2 separate regions of the Mus musculus genome follow, and region 1 is linked to region 2. The links are chromatin contacts, called in public HiChIP or PLAC-seq maps. All regions are on one chromosome and are shown on one strand. The core of a region is the stretch at or near the end of the contact, and the rest is flanking DNA. Distances in the headings are between cores, read along the strand shown.

Region 1 (4,034 bases), core at 66-2,565, 160 kb after region 2:
TCTATCTATCCATCTACTCTATCTATCCACCTACTCTATCTATCTATCTATCTATCCACCTACTCTATCTATCCACCTACTCTATCTATCTATCTATCTATCTATCTATCTATCTATCTATCCATCTACTCTATCTATCCATCTACTCTATCTATCCACCTACTCTATCTATCTATCTATCTATCTATCTATCTATCTATCTATCTATCTATCTATCTATCCACCTACTCTATCTATCTATCTATCTATCTATCTATCTATCTATCTACATATCTATCTATCTATCTATCTATCTATCTATCTATCTACATATCTATCTATCTATCTACATATCTATCTATCTATCCATCTACTCTATCTATCCACCTACTCTATCTATCTATCTATCTATCTATCTATCTATCTACATATCTATCTATCTATCTACATATCTATCTATCTATCCATCTACTCTATCTATCCACCTACTCTATCTATCTATCTATCTATCTATCTATCTATCTATCTATCTATCTATCTATCCACCTACTCTATCTATCTATCTATCTATCTCTCTCTCTATCTATCTATCTATCTATCTATCTATCTATCTATCTATCTATCTATGTGTGTATGTGCATGCACACCCAGGAAAGCCATGGGAGGACTCTCAGAAGTTGATCCCTTCTACCGTCTTATAGAATTTAGGGATGGCCTTTTCCAGCTGAGCCATCTTGCTGACCCAAAATAATTTCTATAATGTACATTTAGTGACTAGATATTTAGCTTTTGTTTTAAATTCCACGTTTTGTTTTGTAATATCAATCTTTAAGATAAAACAAAACAAGGTAACCTCCAAGACTATTAGAATTAATTTTGATCCTTTTTAAAATTCAGTTAGGCACAAGGAGTCCACTTAAAAAAATGGTACCCTATATTAAAATGTTACAGCAAGTCTTGGTGACTCAGAACAAATGCTGTAATCAGAAAAACATTGGCCTTTCTAATTGTTTCCAAGAATCTTTGTTTGCTTTACTTTATTCATTATTTATCTAATGGATATGTGTACAGGAGCCACAGTCTGTACTTGGAATTCAAGGCAACTTTTGGGAGTTGGTTCTGTCCATCCTGTGGGTCTGGGGGATGGAACTCAGGTTGCCAGGCTTGGCAGCAAGCACCTTTCCCCACTGAGCCAGCTCACTTTTCCCCAATCAAATACACAGGTTATGCCTACTAATTAGACTGCTGGGTTTCTAAGTCATGCCTTTGTGTCAGCTCAGCATACATCAGCAGCTGAGTCATACAGTGAGCAGCTCAGCCTTCCAGGTGACCCTGCCTCTGCCACACCAGCTGATTGTGACTCACAGCAGACAGCTGGTCTGCTAAAAACTCTCCAGCTTCCTCATCCTGGCCTCTTGTTTCCTTTTCACAGACTAGAAGGAATAAGATATGAGAGCCAGGGAGATGACCCAGCAAACATAAAGCCCAGTGTTCAATTACCAGTACTCATGTACGGTCGGGCAGGTCAGTGGGCACGTGTCATCCCAGCACTTGGGAAGAAGGTGCTCACTGTCAGTCAGTCTAGCCAAATTGATGAGTTCCAGGTCCAGTGAGAGATTCTGTGTCAACCTTTACACACACATTACAACACACACACACACACACACACACACACACACACACACACACACATTCACATGCACACATATGGACACACACTCACACACATATAGACAGGACAATCTGCATGCCATTGCTATGCTAAGTTAAATGCTTGTTCCAGTGGGACCTCTCACCTACTATCTTTGGTTTACATGATAGTAGAAAGTTTTGTTCTTACATTCCCTTGTATTTCCCTTAACCCCCTTCTGCCTTCTCTCTTGTTCCCTGACAGGTCAAGCCAGGCTTGGTGGCTCACTTGCTCTCCCTGCTGTCTGCCAATCCAGATATAGGACTCTTCTCCTTCTCCAGCACCATGTCTGTCTGTACCACCATGCTTCCAGGCATGGCGATAATGGGCTGAACCTCTGAACCTGTAAACCTACCCACAATTAAATGTTGTCCTTAATAAGAGTTGCATGGCCTTGGTGTCTCTTCACAGCAATAGAAACCCTAACTAAGACACACCTCTTGCGTATTTCCATCTCTTTTATCCTGTACTAGTGAGAAAGCTCCTCCCTCTGAATATGAAACATTGTCTCAGAAGTTGGCTCTACATAGAATAAATCTCAATGAAGAATAGAATAAGCTTTTGGATATCCTATGATATTTGTCATAGCTGGGGAGAAATACTCAGCCTTAGTAATTATTAGAAAGATGCAAATTAAAGCTGCAGTAAGTTATCTTACACAGTCAAATGGTATTCGATCAAAGTAGTGAAAGTGGTAGGAATACCAGGGAGAGAAGGGAACGCTTGTATCAGTAAAGCATTGGTGGGAGTGCACATCGGAAAAGCCACTATGGAAGACAGCATGAAGTCTCCTCAGGAAAAACAGAACTACCATTTGATTCTATAATCCCACGTATGGGTGTATATAAAATAAACTATAACCATTATGTCCAATGTATTTGCATATCACAGAACAATTGCGGCCATATTCATGCCTTACACTTACTCAAAATAAAAACACAGTAAACATTTTTAAAAGGTATTTTTTAGCAGTGTACATGCGTGTGTCTGTGCACTTGTGTGTGCAGTGACCCTGGAGGCCAGAAGGGAGCACAAGATCCCTCAGAGATGGAGTTAAAGGCATCTGTGGGCTGCTGGGCATGGGTGCTAGAACTGAACTCTTGGGTTCTCTGGAGAGTTGAGTTGTATGTGCTCCTGGCTGATGAGCCTTCTTTTCAGACCCATAAAATTAAGAAATAAATTTCTATGTTTTATGTTTCAGCATAAAAAGACAGATGAATGAATTGATGGGTATGTTAGGTTGACTTGATCATCTTTTGATTTATACATGTACATAGCATCTCTGAACATGCAGACATATGTGTATATAAACTGTCAGAGAAAATGTTATATATATTTACTTCTTGTAAATTCATATATGTATAAATATGTAAAATTTTTAAACCACATACATTTACATAATTATATATATATGTATATATATGTATATATACATACATATATATACATATATATGTATATATGTATATATATATATATATATATATATATATATATATATATATAGAGAGAGAGAGAGAGAGAGAGAGAGAGAGAGAGAAGAGAGAATCATTATGAAGCTCTAACTAGCCTGGAATTTGTTATCAACTGTAGACTAGGCTATCTTCAAAGTCTCAGAAATCTGCCTGCCTCTACATCTTGAGTGGTGGAATTAAAGTCATGTGCCACTGCACCTGGAAAAAAAATTTTTATTAGGTATTTTCCTCATTTACATTTCCAATGCTATCCCAAAAGTCCCCCCTCCCCTACCCATCCACTCCCACTTTTTGGCCCTGGTGTTCCCCTGTACTGGGGCATATAAAGCTTGCAAGTCCAATTGGCTTCTCTTTCGAGTGATGGCCGACTAGGCCATCTTTTGATACATATGCAGCTAAAGACACGAGCTCCGGGGGTACTGGTTAGTTCATATTGTTGTTCCACCTATAGGATTCCAGATCCCTTTAGCTCCTTGGGTACTTTCTCTAGCTCCTCCATTGGGGGCCCTGTGATCCATCCAATAGCTGACTGTGAGTATCCATTTATGTGTTTGCTAGGCCCCGGCGTAGTCTCACAAGATACAGCTATATCAGGGTCCTTTCAGCAAAATCTTGCTAGTGTATGCAATGGTGTCAGCATTTGGAGAAGAATTTTTAAAAAAGAAACACGGGAAAATTTTTTTTTCATAGCCTCTTTCACCCCATCTCCATCCTGGAAGCAGAGTTCACTAGCAGGCTAGTAGCGAGGAACTTTCCCTGACGTGCCCCATGGAAACAATCCGGCATGGTCTGCTGCACTGTGTATACAGGAAATGTCACTTACAAATGTTTTCGTTTAATGGGCACTCACAGCCTTGTGTGGTAAATGCGGGCAGACCTTCTGGAACACA
Region 2 (3,883 bases), core at 859-3,358:
ACAGTGAATACTAATCTGTATCCAAGGCAAAGCACACATTATCTCTTGGGGAAATCCCAGTTTCACTCTCTGGATGCTCAAGAAGAAACATACCTTGTCCTTCAATCGTGTTCCTGAGGGTGAAAGTAGCCCCGAGCCCATTCCCTGATCGCTTGATGCAAATCCCCAGGAACTGGCTGGTTTTTCCACTGGCATAGGGGTCGGCTGTGGTGACTCGAAGTATGCTTCCTACAGAGTCAGAAGAGAAGCAAGCTCTGACACAGATGCAGGAATGAACAAATAAGGTTTATATCTTAGTATGTCAGAAATAAATAACAGCAAAACCCAGACATCTGAACAATAATCTGAAGGCAATGAAAACTAGCGCCCAACACCTGCTGCCAGACACCGTTACTCACCAACATAGAACTCTGGAATCGGAAGCACCTTTCTCCTGTCTAGCATATCTTTTCTTTCTATCTTAAATTTCAGAGGGTTTGTTCTCCCCCTGGGAGGGATGAATTCAGGACTCAGGAACCTATAAAAAAATTAAAAATGAAAGGTGATTTAGGCCAGCATAAGAAAAACAATGGGTATAATGTAGATGTATTTTATTCTTTCAATATGGATTGCAATGTTATTTCTAAAACCATGGTTTCCAAAACCATTGTTAATGCTCACTCCTGAGAACGCACCAGGCATTGTGTTTAAATGGTTATCATACATCAAGTAGCCCTCAAGGTCTGGACCTTATTGTCCAAGAAGGCATTTGTGCTAAGGGTTTGTTTAGCTGTCATCCTGGGCAGCTACTGGGGCTTAGAAAGCCTTAAAGAGTTTCAGTCCGGTACAGGAAACATGTCACTGGGCATCTAACCTTGAAGGCAAGGCACAGACCCCGGCCCCTTTCTGTTTCTCCCTTTGCTTTTACCTAGCTAATGCTTCCTGCCACGCTATACTGTGTCACTGCAGGGCCCAAGTGACAGGGCCAGGACCAAGCAAAATTAACTACAACTGTCCAAACCCTGAGCCAAACGAATTTGTTCCCTTTAGGCTGGCTGTCTCTGGTGTTTGTCACCACACAGGCAAGCTGACCCATAGTAGCATAAATTAATCCTGAGACCAGTTAGATGTTTTATTGTCATCTTACTTAAAAAAAAAAAAAACAAAGCACAACTGGAGCGTAAAGGTGATGAACCGCTGACATAATTACTATTTGTTACAATTTTGTCACAGTTAATACGCTGCATTTCTCTCAGTCTGCAAATGAGCACAAGTCTCCCACTGAGCTATAAATATGGAGAAAATATATACAAATCACCAGCTGCAAACTGACTTTAAAAGAAATCTTCCACCGAGCATAGGGATTCCCACCTTTGATCCTAACATTTAGGAGGCAAAAGCAGGCAGATCTTTTTTGAGTTCAAGGCCAGCCTGATACACACCCACAAATTATTGTGTATTGTGGTTGGAGCGCCCAGCATAACATTCATGTGGGGATTTGAAGGCAAACTTTGGAGTACGGTCTCTCTTTTCTCTATGGGTTCTAGGCATGGATTTGGGTGTACAGGTTGCAACTTTCACAACCGAACCACCCTGCGGGTCCATACTGTTAAGCTTCTGAAGATGCATTTATGTAGGTAAGACGAAAAAGAGTGTGCTGGATCCACGTGCCTGAGCCGATCTGACCTCCCCAAACCCTTCCTCCTGGATAGAATCTGTTGGCCAAGGCTCACCGTGGTGGATTTTAGGACAAACTGAGGGAAGGGAGTCCAAGCCTGCGTCTTTCGTGATCTAGAGAGGGGCAGACCCGGAACCCGATTTCGTGCAGCCCAGCTATAAAGCGGGTATCAAAGTGTGCGCACTCCCACGCGGCCTCGGCCGCCTCACCTTCTCTCGTCTTCCGGGACTCGGCGCCGGTCCACGATGACAGGTTTCGGCGGTGGCTTGAACCCACCGGGCTCTGAAGGCCCGGTGCTCTGAAATCGGCTTGGGCCCGTGCAGACACGGCAGGCATCAGATGCGAAGGCAGCAAGCCGTGGCCTGGCCATTCGGACGCTCCGGGCCAGGTACAGGGACGCCCTACAACTTTCTGCCATGGAGGCCGCCATGTCTACACCCTCAATGAAGGACTACAACTCCCAGAAGTCAGTGCGATGGGGTGTGGCCGGACGGTGGCTCCTATGGGACTAAACTTGCTTCCCGGTGTACCGCCGCTTGTTTGAGGGAGTTATACCTGTAAATGTATATAATTTTCCTCTTCTCCATAATTTGCAAAGTTACACTTCTCTACAGGGTTAGCAAGTTTGTACATTTCACTAAGTACTGTGATCTCATTTGCATTTAGTGAGTGACTATGAAGTGCGTGGAGTGTGTGTGTGTGTGTGTGTGTGTGTGTGTGTGTGTGTGTGAGTGTGATTGCAGGTGCCCATGAAGGACATATGATCCCCTGGAGCTGGAGTTACAGGCAGTGGCAAGGGACCCTATGTGGATGCTGGAAATTGAACATGGGTCCTCTGAAAAATTACGTGTTCCTAACTGCAGAGCCACCCTCTCCAGCCTCCTCAGTTCCACCTTTTATTTGCTTGTGCCTACATGAAAAACACAACTGTCACCTAAAGGGCAAAAGAGATAGTTTATTCTAGAGTCAAGTATTAATGAGGGGCTCAGAACACAAGATTTAGGTCACCACAAATCCATGTTCCAATTACATGTAACAATTCCATGGCATTCCATAGTATCAGAGCAAGAAAGCCATTCCTTAAACACATTGGCAGGTACACCCATTTAGGAATGCTATATCAAAATGGAGATGTCTCTGCTGTATGCCTCAGTTGCGCTGATGGCCTTCTTAGCCTTCAGGTTGATGGAAGTGAGGCGGTTGCTGAATGTAGTCCCTTAATAATAACAAGGCCGTTGGTTCACAAGTAAGTTGGGAATAAATTACCATTTGAGGGACTAATGGGCCAAGATAGTTGGGCTCTGGATCTGCAGCACCACAATGCTTCAAGTCACTCACGTTTTAATTAGTTAATCAGTCTTGTAGAACGTTGCTTCTTTTAGGAAATTTTCGTTTGCCTCTTGTTTGATTATTGGTATTTAGTTCGTTGTTATGAATTCCGTGGGGAGCAATGAGTATCTTCTTTTGCTTAACTTCTGTCTTACTAACCAGCACTACCTGGCTCTCACAGGCTCCAAACAGAATAATAAATGCTAGCTGTTTTGTCAAAAGTTAGAGTCATCAGAGAGGAGAGTACCCCCAACTGAGAAAATGTCTCCATAAGATAGGTCTGTAGGTGGCCTGTAGGACATTTTTTTAAGTTAGTGATTGATGGGGGAGGGTCCAGCCCATTGTGGGTGGTGCCATCCCTGGACTGGTGTTTCTAGATTCTATAAGAAAGCAGGCTGAGCAAGCTATGAGGAGCAAGCCAGTAAGCAGCATTCCTTCATAGCCTCTGCATCAGCTCCTGCCTCCATGTTCCTTCCTTGTTTGAGTTTCTGTTCTGACTTCCATCAGTGAGATCCAGTGTTATGGAAGTGTAAATCAAATGCAACCTTTCTTCCTCAACTTGCTTTGGTCATGATATTTCATTTCATCAACAAAACCTTAACTAGGACAAAGCATAAAGAGAAAAGCCATCACTCTTAACAAATAGCCCCCACGGAGTCCTTGAGCTCACTGAGAACATTCCCTTTTCCAGAACTAAAACTGAGTTTGCCTCGGGCAGTTGGGAGGCATACAAGCTAAAAGGGGTCCATTTCAAACCTTCTTGAGTTGAGAGGGGCTTGGGAGACAGCTCCGTGTAAGAACACTTACAGCTCTTGTAGCAGTTCCCAGCACCCACACCAGGCGGCTCCCAGCTGTTTGTAGTTCCAGGTCCAGGGAAACTAATGTACACTGGGTGTC

Evidence for each region. HiChIP or PLAC-seq counts read pairs in DNA pulled down with a chosen protein or histone mark.
Region 1: an H3K4me3 HiChIP or PLAC-seq map of bone marrow-derived macrophages shows a contact between it and region 2, with 3 times the contacts expected there. The contact joins the enhancer-like site here to the promoter of Mrpl19 in region 2. A contact is called at or near these places in 21 of 39 promoter capture datasets (the 3T3-L1 cell line, 3T3-L1-derived adipocytes, the C10 cell line and 11 more), 5 of 15 datasets of contacts at CTCF or cohesin (embryonic stem cells, liver, pro-B cells and 1 more), 132 of 484 Hi-C or Micro-C datasets (the 3T3-L1 cell line, 3T3-L1-derived adipocytes, the 63-12 cell line and 76 more), 21 of 115 datasets of contacts at active chromatin or transcription factors (astrocytes, bone marrow-derived macrophages, cardiomyocytes and 12 more) and 4 of 9 other capture datasets (adipose tissue, embryonic stem cells, liver and 1 more).

Annotation. Positions count from the first base shown.
Region 1 is chr6:82,124,021-82,128,054 of GRCm38.p6, forward strand. It overlaps Gm40381 (a long non-coding RNA gene), which reads left to right. Exons shown (of 2, transcript XR_869194.2): 2 at 1,874-2,052. Among named protein-coding and RNA genes, the nearest start is that of Gm40381, 6.3 kb to the left of the region's middle. Within about 2 kb of position 1,316, at least 40 of the 459 cell types and tissues checked have an H3K27ac peak or open chromatin away from gene starts, as enhancers often do. A contact at or near this core is called in the AML12 cell line, Sertoli cells, adipose-derived mesenchymal stem cells and 4 more, where this site is marked.
Region 2 is chr6:81,963,841-81,967,723 of GRCm38.p6, forward strand. It overlaps Mrpl19 (mitochondrial ribosomal protein L19), which reads right to left and starts at 2,109. Exons shown (of 5, transcript NM_026490.2): 1 at 1,867-2,109; 2 at 399-517; 3 at 94-228. The coding sequence starts at 2,087.